Regions from separate parts of the Mus musculus genome. Here region 1 is linked to region 2. A link is a contact called in public targeted proximity ligation data. All regions are on one chromosome and are shown on one strand. The core of a region is the stretch at or near the end of the contact, and the rest is flanking DNA. Distances in the headings are between cores, read along the strand shown. Region 1 holds the start of Dtx4 (deltex 4, E3 ubiquitin ligase). Region 2 holds the start of Stx3 (syntaxin 3).

Evidence for each region.
Region 1: a contact with region 2 is called in a targeted proximity ligation map of embryonic stem cells, with 4 times the contacts expected there. A contact is called at or near these places in 1 of 39 promoter capture datasets (embryonic stem cells), 1 of 484 Hi-C or Micro-C datasets (embryonic stem cells) and 4 of 130 datasets of targeted methods (astrocytes, embryonic stem cells, epiblast stem cells and 1 more).

What each region holds. Positions count from the first base shown.
Region 1 is chr19:12,500,187-12,503,514 of GRCm38.p6, reverse strand. Dtx4 (deltex 4, E3 ubiquitin ligase) reads left to right here and starts at 1,519. Exons shown (of 9, transcript NM_172442.3): 1 at 1,519-2,508. The coding sequence starts at 2,298.
Region 2 is chr19:11,817,725-11,821,172 of GRCm38.p6, reverse strand. Stx3 (syntaxin 3) reads left to right here and starts at 1,770. Exons shown (of 11, transcript NM_152220.2): 1 at 1,770-2,481. The coding sequence starts at 2,452. It overlaps Gm41810 (a long non-coding RNA gene), which reads right to left. Exons shown (of 2, transcript XR_003952942.1): 1 at 2,833-3,448; 2 at 1-2,520.

The DNA of each region.
Region 1 (3,328 bases), core at 270-2,769, 680 kb before region 2:
CAGACCTGGGAGACAGATTCTCTCCTCTGAGTTTCAGTGCTCAGAGCACTCTCTGCTGGCAAGCTCTCTTACAGGGAAGGTGCGCAGATATCTTGTATTTGGACCTCCTCCTGGCCGAAGAAGAAGGCCCAAAACAGGACCTTTCTCAGACACTGTGTTGCTTTGGCAGTTCCCAGGTGGTACAGACTCTCACCTAAGCAGACTAAATTCCTAAGTTCCTTGGAGTCCCAGGACCAAGATGGCGACCGCTGCTGCTGTGGCTTAGGCCGCCTCCCCTGCCGGGTGGGCACCTGTCCTCCGGTCCGGAAGGTGGCCAGCTGTCCCCGGCCCACACAGGGTGCTGCCTCAGCGCCTCTGTGCTTCTGCCTGTTCCAGAAGCTGTCAGGTTCTCTGGCGCACCCTCTCACCTGTTCAGACTCACAACTAATTACTATATATTCACTCTCTCTAACAAGTTACCCAGGCGCAAATGTTTTCCTGTGTTGTCATTCATTTCACTTCTACTATACTACCCTGCCGTGTTATCGTGGTAGACACAAGAAGACGGAGTGCAAAAGAGAATGGTCAGAAAGTAAACGTTAGTTCTTTCTACTTCCTGTTTGTCCTGCAAGCAGACAGTTAAATATTTCTTAATACCCACCCACACCTTTCCCCAGTTTAAGTTTCCTCTATCTGGAAATTTCTAGTTTATCTGCTTAGGAGCGGTTTTCTGTTTGTCTCCTCAAATATAAAAGGAGCACATGAAACTATGGAAAAGCCATTCCAAAAAAGATTAACAATCTCATTACCAATATAAGATTGCTCCAAATTCCAGCTTCACTTTGTCAGAACGGATTCATTGTGCAGTTCCACCCACGGAGAAACAAAGTGTGTGTTTTCTGACAAGGTTAATACATAATTCTCTTTAAAATGTCTAACTTAATTCGTTTGGAGACCTGGTCTGGATATGTGGCATGAAATTCTCCATCTTCTTGCTTCTCAAGTGTGGAAGTTGCCCGTGTGATGTACCATGCCAAGCAATAATGTGCAATACAGGCTTCAATCCCCTTAGTCAGAACCCACTTTATATTACTTTCCTCTTTAGCCATTGATGATCAAAATGAGCGAGTCTAGCTTGCGTTTGTTCTGCTGTCTCATGGTTTTATTTACATAGACACTGCAGGATGAATTAGTCTACCTTGTGTCTTCTAACAGAAAAATTGGACAGCAAGAACTTCTTTTCTCTCTATGTAAACGCAGGGAACCCTTGGCACTGGCTCTCGATGGTCACAAGTGTGTGGCCTTTGACCTGCACTTGAGGATTTGGACCAGCAGGGGGCATGGAAGCTCTAGATCGCTGGTGCTAGTGGCCATGGGGCGTGGCTTTTGCATCTTTGATGGACAGCTAGGGAACGGTGCAGACGAGGATGAGGTAATAACGGACAGAACAAGGAGAGCGTGGGGCAATTCCTGTGTGTGTGTGTGTGTGGGTGGGGGGTGTTGCGTGCGTGTGTGGGTGTGGATGTATGTGTGTGTGACAGAGAGAGAGAGAGAGAGAGAGAGAGAGAGAGAGAGAGAGAGAGAGAGAATGCGTATGCATGCACGAGCTGTAGGGAGATGCGAGCCTCTGAGCTCACGCCGCGGACACGGCCGGTGCTGAGCTGAAAACAGACAGACAGACAGTTCCATATTTGAACAGGCTGCAAAGTTGGGTCCTGGCAGTGGCAGCTGGGACCGGGATGGCGCGCGTGCTCTCGAGACTGGGGGACCAGGGAAGCCTCCGCGGGCGCGAGCTCGCCTTGGCGCTCTGCCCGGGAGGGGCGACTCCTCCTGGAGGCCACTGAGCCGAGCCGCAGGGAGGGGGAGCTGTGCCACCGCGGTCGGCTTACTCGAAGCGGAGAGAGGGCGGAGGGCGTGACCGTGCGGCGCGATCCACGCGGGCGCCCGCGGAGCCCGAGGCGCAACTGGTGCGAGGCGGGTGCAGCGTCGCGCTCGGGCCGCGCGCCCCCGGGTGGCTTTGCAAGGCGGGGCGGCGAGTGCGCAGGGCCGGGCCTTTGCATGAAGCCGCTGGACCCCTCGGAGCAGCGGCAGAGGCGGCGGAGCCCGGCGGAGCGCAGTCGGAGACGGGCAGCTCCGGGGTCCGTGTCCCAGTGCCTACGCGGCTGCGGACTCCCCCATGGGCCGCAGCTGAGGCTTCCCGCAGCGGTGGGGCGCAGACCGGGGGGCGCGGTTGAGACCCGGAGGCGGCGGCGCCGGAGGAAGCGCAGAAGGCCGGGCCCGGGAGGTGGGCAGCACCGCGCCGCAACCCCGGGCTCGCCATGCTCCTGGCCTCGGCAGTGGTGGTGTGGGAATGGCTGAACGAACACGGCCGCTGGCGTCCCTACAGCCCAGCCGTGAGTCACCACATCGAGGCGGTGGTGCGCGCTGGTCCCCGCGCCGGGGGCAGCGTGGTGTTGGGCCAGGTGGACAGCCGGCTCGCGCCCTACATCATCGACCTGCAGTCCATGAACCAGTTCCGCCAAGACACGGGTGAGCCATTCACATCTCTTGTCTGTCCCAGGAGCTCCCGCCTCGTGGGTCCGCTGTGATCCACCCAGTGGCCAGCTTTGCTCACTGGTATCAGCTATAGGTGTTGAGGGCAGGTGCTTCTCTTCCCTAGGTCCTCACAGGATTCCAAGACCACCTCCAAGTAAATGTCCTTGCAAGTAGTTTAAAGAGTCTTGATTATACAACCCAGCCTCAGCCTAGCTGCAGGAGAACCCCTTTATGCCCCCATCAGCCCCTAGTAGCCGTTTGTGCAAGAACTCTAGGGTTTTGCAAACCGCCTCCCACCCCCCAAGAAATGCTGACTCTTCAGCAAGACATTACTTGAACCTCTTGGCTCACACCTGCTCACACTTGCTCACACCTCAGTTCACCCTGCTTTGCCTCAGGCACCTTTGGGCCTAACATACACTTGCCCCCACCCCCCACCCCCTTTCAACTTTAATGTCTATATGGCCCTCTTCTAGGGACCCAGCCTTCCCACTGTCAGCTCCTGGGTAAGAGACTTGGGGAGGCAAAGGGATCCCCAGTCTCCAATTACTGTCTATTGTATGAAAGGGCTGGGACAATACTGGGAGAGAGTGGAGCATGGGTTCCAGGACTGGAGCATCCTGGATGTGGTGGCATCCGCAGATGCCTCTGCTTGTACACTCCAAGCACTGAAGCAACAGGCCAGAGCAGATGGAGAGAGGAGGCGGGAGGATTGGGCTCTGGAATGCCTGGCAGGGAAGCTGCTCCCTTTGTCCATAGAGAAGGAGGAGGAGGAGGAGGAGGAGGGACGGAGGGAGGCAGCAAGAGAAGAAGA
Region 2 (3,448 bases), core at 521-3,020:
GGAGGAAGCACTTTACTGACTGAGCTATCTCTTAAGCTCTGACTTATGTTTTTTTTTTTTTTTTTAAGTGTCTGGATTAAGGCAAGAAGTAATAGGGAAGAAAACTTGTTCTGTATAATAACTTTTTAACAGAGCTGGTACCATTCAGTCATGGAAGGTACTACCTTGGGAGTATACAGAAAAACTGAGCAAATTAAAATGACCAGTGACCACTAACAAAAAGCTGTTCCATGCTATGTATCCTATGGTGGCCTTATCTAATGCACCTTTCTGATTCTATAATAGTCTGTGACTTTCATTGTATCACAGCTATTGTCCAGCTATGTAAATTAGATATCGGTAGTAAGCAGAGTGCTTCTATTCATGGAGATTATAAGGACTTAGTGTACAGGAGAAGCACGGTTTCTTCTCCCATCCCCAGAGCTAGTTTTGCATCAAGTAACCTATTCATGCCAGCCTTCCTGCTGTTTGTCTGTGGATCTGAATGAGTTTAACCTCTTACTGGTTGCTTCACTAATAAGCTAAAACATTAAAATATATTCATTTTATATTTGCATGAGAGTCACAATTTTTTCCCTGTTGAAATCAATTATATCCTTTAAAATAATTTGCTGGGACTTAAAAAAATTTTTTTTTTACTTGTATGAATGTTTTTGCCTGCATTATGTCTGTATACCACATGTGTGTAACCTCTGCAGAGCCCAGAAGAGGGCGTTGCATCCCCTGGAACTGTGTGTCACCATGTGGATGCTGGGAATTGAACCCAGGTCCTCCAGTCAGTGTTCTTTACTGCAGGGCCGTTTTTTGCAGCCTAAAATCAATCGCGTCTTAACTGGAATCCTTTGTTCTTGCTTCAAAATGAATCCATCCTCCTTCCTCACTTCTGTCCAGATTTCAGACGTCCACACTTCGAGAGTTTTTCACTGTAACCCCTCTTACTGGAGAGGTTGAAACAGGAGAATGGCAAGTTCAAAGCTTGCCTGGGCAATTCAGGGAGATTCTGTCTGAAAGGAGAAAACCTAAGGGCTGATGCTAGAGAATGAGCTCGGTGGCGGAAGGTTTTCCAAGTGTTTGCTGGGCTGGGGTGGGGGTGTTCAAGCCCTAGCTGTAGGGTTACGACCACCAGGGGGCGTGGAAACTTTCGCAGTCCTCGCTGGGCCAGCGTCAGGACAGGAGCCGGAGGTCAGATAGAGGATTAGAGTTGATTACCGCATAGTTGGCTCTAACAGCTCAAGCCCTGCCTTACTTGACTACCTTTATGGCAGCGGAGGAAGTCAGTAGGAGCGTGCACATCGCAGAGGGTAAAGTCCGGTTATAATTAGAAAGTATCTATGGCCTTTAAGATTGAACACAAAGTCGAGGATACTTCTCGAACTTGAGACCAAGTCTTCACTAGCGCCAATTGTTGACCACTACTCTGGTCGATACGCCATTTGTTATCCCCAAATCAAATACGGAGGGGAAGGGAATAGGGGCACCGTTGAAGAGGAAGGGCAGTGAGAAGAACCACACTTTTCTAAAAATTCTTCAAATCCCAGGGCTCTTGACAGCAAGGAGGAGAGAGGTGGGCTTAAGTTTTCCAAATCAAACAAACGTCTTTATCCTACAACTCTGCCCGGTAGTTAAAAGTCAGTTGCTTCTTTTCTCGTACAGGCTAAGCAGAAAATTGCTAAGCAGCCTCTGATTTATATAGCTATGGAAACGGACTCTCCTAGATTCCCTCAAGTTATTCAAATTGTTAGTAAAAGGTGACTGGACCGCCTACACGACTTCGAGAGGCCCCACAACCACTAGCATCATAATCCCCAAATTCCTCGCCGCAGCCCGATCCAGGGCATCTCATCTGCAGTTACGCCCTACGGGAACAAGTCTCTGAGCCCGAACCGCACAGATTTTATACCCAACAGGTCCCTTCTTTAAGGCGGAATATCTCTTGAGCATCATCGGAACGTTTTCCCTCATCAAAGGGAGCAGGAACCAGCTTGTCTTCAACCTGAGGAGTCCGCAGAGGGCCGAACAATAAGAACAGTGCGGAAAATACGGAATCGAAGCCAGACAGACCACCCCCGCCTTTTTTTTTTTTTTTTTTTGTTTCTGCCTTTCGAGGGGCATGGGAAGGTGTGCCCGGAATGCTTCCGGCGCTGGAGCGCGCTGGCCCTTTAAGCAGGAGCTCGGGGAGCGGCCCAGGTATGGGGCGGGCCCAGGGGCGGGCGAGCCCTGAGCCGGCGCGGTCTCGTAGCCGGATTTGGAGCGCGGCGCCGGCGGGGGCCGGAGGGGGCGGCGCGGCGGACCTCGGTGGCCTCGGACGCTCCTCCTCGAGAGCGGCCGCCGCCCGCCTCCGCCCGCTCTAGCAGCTCTCTCGCCCCGGCCGGCAGCCGCCGCCGCTCCAGGCCGCTCACTTGGGACGCGCTCACCTGAGACAAGGCGCCCGCCGCCCTCACCTGGGCCAGGATGAAGGACCGGCTGGAGCAGCTGAAGGCCGTGAGTCCGCGGCGCTTGGGGGATCAGGCGGGCCCCGGGCTGCGGGGATCGGTCATCAGGATAAGTGGCGTGGGAGAGGGGCTTCTCCTAGTTCCCCTAACCCAGGCCGCAGGGGTGCTCTGCGCGCTAGGCCTCCCTCCGCCCAAGCCCCCGCCTCATCCCGCGGAGCTTTGCACCCTCCCCTCCCCTGCAGGGTCATGTGCTCGGTGATTCATCACCTAGCTGCGATTTCCCTGGACGCCCGTAACCCTCTTACCCCTTCTCCCCCAAAGCTGGACAGGGTTCCTCCAGAGCTGGACCCACTCGGGGACTTGAAATCAGCGGGGCTAATGGAGAAGTCAGGGGGCTCACCTCACCAGCTGTCTTCTGCCGCCTGGCACTGTGCCCCAAACCGGCCTCCTCTCCTTTCTATTTCCCTCCCGGAGCACCGGGCAGGGCTACTCCATCCCCGGAGTAGTTGAGAGTTCCGGGTGACTTCCGGAGCGGTGAGCCTGTTAGGTGCTGAGATGGCACCCCTCTTCCCATTCAGTGGTCTGTAATTATTTTGTCTTGTACCCCCGGAGACAGCTGTGGTCGTCTGCCGCACAAAAGCTGAAAAGCTTAGGTCACTTACTCTTTTGAGCCTATTTCCTTGTCGGTCAAGGGAGAATCTTCCTTCCTTATAGGTCTGTTATGAAGGTTGAATGACATAATGGGATTGATATAGGGAAGTGCTGAAGCATCAATTTTTGGAGGTATAGATTCATTTAGTAAGTTACTGAGCACATTCTATGGAGCAGGGCGAGTGTGAAACTTTAGGAACCCACCCGGTGATACAGGCTGCCACTTAATGGGATATAACAGTGCAGCCCTGGAAACTCACAGTGGAGTCTGCCTCCTAGCTAGCCTAGAAGCGCGCATCAGCTCAGATCTCAGACTAGACCTGGTGAAGGTCTCACCGAGTCTTCCCAGGTGATTAATGAGCTCC